Regions from separate parts of the Danio rerio genome. Here region 1 is linked to region 2. The links are chromatin contacts, called in public HiCAR-type maps. All regions are on one chromosome and are shown on one strand. The core of a region is the stretch at or near the end of the contact, and the rest is flanking DNA. Distances in the headings are between cores, read along the strand shown. Region 1 overlaps jag1b (jagged canonical Notch ligand 1b). Region 2 overlaps LOC101882067.

The links. HiCAR-type assays count read pairs that join an accessible place to other places.
Region 1: a contact with region 2 is called in a HiCAR-type map of caudal fin, with 5 times the contacts expected there. The contact joins two enhancer-like sites. A contact is called at or near these places in 1 of 18 Hi-C or Micro-C datasets (caudal fin) and 1 of 4 datasets of contacts at active chromatin or transcription factors (caudal fin).

The regions. Positions count from the first base shown.
Region 1 is chr13:38,816,027-38,818,726 of GRCz12tu, reverse strand. The region is part of intron 5 of jag1b (jagged canonical Notch ligand 1b); the gene reads right to left. Among named protein-coding and RNA genes, the nearest start is that of jag1b, 19 kb to the right of the region's middle. Within about 2 kb of position 1,291, at least 8 of the 62 cell types and tissues checked have an H3K27ac peak or open chromatin away from gene starts, as enhancers often do. A contact at or near this core is called in caudal fin, where this site is marked.
Region 2 is chr13:38,612,243-38,614,942 of GRCz12tu, reverse strand. All of the region lies in intron 3 of LOC101882067, which reads left to right. Among named protein-coding and RNA genes, the nearest start is that of btbd3b, 110 kb to the right of the region's middle. Within about 2 kb of position 1,437, at least 6 of the 62 cell types and tissues checked have an H3K27ac peak or open chromatin away from gene starts, as enhancers often do. A contact at or near this core is called in caudal fin, where this site is marked.

The DNA of each region.
Region 1 (2,700 bases), core at 42-2,541, 200 kb before region 2:
AAATGAGTTGTGCCAAACCAAATCGAAAAAGCCTTTTTTCCCTTATTTTATTTATTTTATTTTAGAAAATGGCATATATCAGGGATTCTGCAGAGTTCACCAAGTTAAATTTAAGACTTTTTAAGACCATTATGAATAAAATGTTTGACTTTTGACAGGGCTAAATGCTGTCTCCTAGTTAGAAAAGATTTTCACTTGACCCATCAAAAACTGATTATAATTTAATAATACAATAATAATAATTTAATAATAAAAATATAGGTCAGGTCAGTATCCTCAGCAGTAAAAAAAATGGAGAACTTTTAAACAAATGTTACTGTAATGAAGGAAATTAAATGCAATTTTTAAATAAAAAGTTTTGTTAAGATTGGGATTGTTGGTGATTGTATGGGTGTTCATGGCCAGATTGGGTAGCTATACATGAACATAGTAAAATTAAGACCTGTTAAAAAAAAAAAAAAAAAGATTTTAGACCTACAACCCAATATTTTAGTAGATTTAAGACTTGAAGGCCTACAATTTAGCTTTTAAGATTTAAGACTTTTTAAGACTTTAAGATGGATACCCTGTATAATGTAATCAACCCACAACATAATAATTTACATAGGCAGTTGACATAAAAGATTTGTTGTAAATGAGAATATTTTAGAAACATTCAGAAACACATACACAAACATATGTTTTGTTTTGAATAATGTACGTTGCGTTTCAGTGGAAAGTTCATGGACAAAATCAATTAAATCAGCAATGTCACAGTGAGTTCTCCAATAGTAATATAATAACATGTCATTTCAACAAACAGCAGAATATGTTCTTGTTTGCCCTCAAAAAAAGTTTAAATGCCATACACCAACACCCCTTTTATGAGAGCTTTCTTTTTTAATTCTTTCATTTTGTCAGAAGGCCTCAGGGTGTAGAAGTATGTTCTACTATAATGGCAACACCACACAAAAACAGTGTGTAGTGATATTCTGAAGCATAATGTGCCATAATTGTACTCAAATCAAAACTTTGAGGAAATGGCTGTTATTCAGGATCTTCAACACTGAGAGGTTACCCTTTTGTTAACCGTTTTAAAAGTTCACTCCAGTCCAATGGGGAAAAGGGAACCGCCGACAACTTCTTGTCTGATTATTTAATGCCAAGCCATGCAAACAACAAACAGCAGCTTTAAAACTCCACTGGGTCTTTTAGAGAGACTAACATTAGCTTGTGGCAGGACACTCTGTCTCAATAAAAGCGGAGCGGCTTGGCCTCGAAACTGCTCGGACCGTCTGGGTGGGGGGAAGAATTGTGTTTGCAGACTGCTCTATTGGCTAATGTATTTACGGCGGGTTATTTTGCATTCTCACTCCTGTTCCCATGTACCCAGGAAAGAAAAAAAAAGAAAAGAGTCAGCCGCAGAATATCTACAAGCCTGTAATTAAAAGCCATCTCCAAAACGACTCTGCGATAGCTCCCCGCTACACTTCCCCCTTACGATGGCCGTAAATAAACAGCCAAAACGATAACCTGCATCTTAAAAAAAAGGAGATAGTAAGTCACTTGAGTGCTCAGCCACAGGAAAACAGACCGGCCTCTAGGGAAAAAAGAAAACAATTAGCCTGAGGCGGCAGTTCAGCTGTAAAAATAAACACGGTGGTTGAGGAAACCTCTCTCTGTGATTAAAGGCAACTATTCTTGAACGTGCGAGAAGATTTCACTATGAGAAACCTTCACAAAAACACCGCATTTGGTCTTAAAATTATATTAAAGCAGAGATGTGACGTTAAATCTGCATGGCTGTGAAACATTTTCACCCTGTAGGCCTCGCTGGTTCCGATTTAGCACAGTAAGAGCTCTTGTTACAACAGTTGCACAATTGGATGGTTGTGTGTTCTGGCAAGCTTTCACTGAGAGATGAATAGGTAATGGGATATAATCATGCCAAATGTAACAAAGAGCTGAGGTTTTAGTATACATTGAGTTCTAGCCTTGATCTCCAATGCTTTCAAAAATGGTACAATGGCGAGAATTAGCCAAACAAGCAAGGTCTTCATAACAACATCAAGCTGTTGACCGAGTTTGAGCGAAAACATGCAAATAACTAACGAACCAATGGAAACAAAGCGGAAAAATCTCAACGTAAAACCTGCCAAGACTTGCCCTACCGAATAGAAGATTGGTTTGTTTTGCAAGAAATTCAATTTTCATTAACTGAATGACCCACTCAACACAAATGAGCAACACATGATGCATTCCTTTATGACGAACCGAATATCTGCGGTAATTCTCATCTATAGGTTTTCCTTTTCTAGGAACAGCTTTGGATAGCTATAGCTGGACTAAAAACTGCTTAATTTTGCTTTCTAGAGGGAAAAAAGAAACAATAGTAGTAGAATAAAACCACCATGTTATTTTATTCCACAGCCATTTTGTTTACGACTTATTTTTTATGTGAATCAGTGTCACAAAAGAGAACAACAGCACTTATGATCCACTTGGGAGCTATAACTACACACAAACACACACACACACACACACACATGCAGATAGATATGCATCGCTTTCTCTTCCCACTGTGGCCAAATTCATACATCATTAGTAAAACAAGCAGTGCATTTTAAAACCCAATTAAAGGTTCAGCTTGTTAGATTATGGTTAGTAGATAAGGCCTCGACATCTTGCCAGACAAAAGCAAAACATAAAATAGCTATAAAT
Region 2 (2,700 bases), core at 188-2,687:
CCCACAATCCAAAGACATGTACTATAGGTGAATTGGATGAATTAAATTGGCCATAATGTATGAGTGTGTGTGCAAATCTGAGAGTGTATGAGTGTTTCCTTGTACTGAGTTGTGGCTAGAAGTGCATCGACTGCATAAAATATATGCTGGAATAGTTGGTGGTTCATTCTGCCCTGATAAGTATGGGACTAAGCCGAAAGAGAATGGATGAATGAATTTTTCTCTATGAAAGTATTTTGCATGCATCAGGATAAAAATAGACGATATTAAGAGGTGGATGATATGAAACATTTTATATATTGCTGGGTGATTACTTTGATTATTTATGTTATTTCAACACCTATTCCTTGTTCATAATTATTGCACATGCACAACAACACAGGGATTTTTTACAAATAAATCCATGTTAGTATTAGCATATTGTCGTTTGATTCTCTTGTGCACCATCTGTCTTGAGCTAATATTATGTATAATCACCAATTAATTATTCCTAATGTGAACTGGTGATCATTTATTCCCATCCAGATGGTTGTTACTCAGCCTTGGAACAAAGTCAATTGAAGGATCCGTTGCTTACAGTTTGAAGGCTTGGGACGGTGGTGAAAAAACCTGACTTCATATATTCAGCTAAGTCGCAACCAATTAGATTGGCTAAGCATAAAGTGGGCGTGGCTGTAGAGATGACAGTGAACAGAAGAGCGGCCCCTGGAAACACGAGCAACACAGGAAATGTTCAATATGTTGGAGAGTGTTAAAAACCGTGCTGCAGCTTTCTTTAGCGAGGAGCCCTTTCTGACAGTGCTCAAACTCTGTTATTCTTGGCTGTGAGTCTGGGCCCTCTCTCCGGATCTACCTCTCTCTCTCTCTCCCTCTCTCTCTCTCTGTGGTGGCGAGTACAGTCAAAACCAAAAGAAAACATGCTTCGAAAGAGAAAAGTTGGGAAATAGCAGAAGGGGGATAGTAACCCTCTCCTCATTTGCCATGAAGAATGTATTTATTGCATGTATTTAGGACCAGTGCCCAAGAGAATCTCATTATGTAAGATGTATAGCCACTTACTTGAAAATGATTAACGCTATTCCAGTGCACAGTGTGTTGCACTAGCTCATCACGAGAGAAATTAGTTTGAAGCATCTAAAGTAAGAGCTCCTGGCAAAAGACTTTGTGTTGTGTTGCAGCTGTTCTTAATGTTTGAATATCGTGTAAAAAGAAATTAAGGGGAAAATTGGTATTCCTACAAATATTTGATCAAGGTATCATGCCATATATGTTTTGCTGAGCGGTAAATGAAAAGCATTTGTGCGGTTCTTTAGTAACATGACCCCCCCTCAAAAAAAAAAAAAAAATTGTGGAATGCCAAGTTGCAAATCTGGCCTCTCCCTCTCCTTCCTTCGTCTCTGATAGCAGAACATTTGCACGCTACTGACACTCTGTGGCAACCACAGGGAATCCTCCACATTCCTACCAATCACTGATACAGATTAAAATTGTGAAAAAGTAAATCTAAGTATACTGCTGTTGACTTTGACAGACACGGTAAGAGGTGTTTGCACCAGGTTTCCCTGAACTAAGACTCAAGTATGGTTAATAATCCGGCATGTGAATGTGTCCTCTGGAATTTGGAAGCTGAAAATGAAATGAAAGGAAAAAGTAGTCAAGCTTTAGCTTAACGTTTGTTAAAAGGTGCTCAACCCCATTAAACATGTAAGACCTACTGCAACCTTAAAGTAACACACTCATCTTTTTTGTAAACTGTGGGTTTCTGACTGATAGCAGCAGTATGACAAATGCCATGTTTCCTTAATAGAGATTTAACTTGCATTTTTGTGAAAGCAGTTGATGGAGATTGAGCAGCAACATGGATTTATCTATCTATCTATCTATCTATCTATCTATCTATCTATCTATCTATCTATCTATCTATCTATCTATCTATCTATCTATCTATCTATCTATCTATCTATCTATCTATCTATCTATCTATCTATCTATCTATCTATCTATCTATCTATCTATCTATCTATCTATCTATCCTATCATAACCTATTTTTTGTCTGTCTGTCCATCCGTCCGTCCGACTTGTGCACACTATCAGAAAAATTATACAAAAGCTGTCACGGTACACATATGTATGAAAAGGGTCTATTTTAGTACCTACAAATTTAAAGAAGTAAACCTTTCCAGTTAAGTAGTTGAACATGATGCTACACTTTAAAAATCCATTAATTAACAGGTTCTGGTTTTTCACGATTCTCTGTTTTTTCTCCATGTAATTGTGGTTGTGAATTATATTATAGGACCTTAATCTTTGCTCTGTGGAATTTGGATATTTAAAATTATCTGTGCAGTTTAACAAGATGACTTTTATTGATATATTAGTAGTTTGAAGCAATATATCTAATAAGAAACATAAGAGAGAGAATTAGGTTGATAAAATATGTTTTTAGGAAATGTTCTAGCAGTTTATTACCAGGTTTTTGTAGAGTAATTTATAACACCAATACAGATAACATCAAACTATTACATTTGTAATTAGTGTCTTTGAAAATTTTCAAAATCACAAGTTTTTGTAGATCTCATAAGCAATTTTAAAGAATAAAAAATTAAACAAATAGATGCAAAAAACATGAATCACAAAATACATTTTGGAAGATATTACAGTGTAAATGTAAATGCAATGTAAATTAAGCCCAATTCCCA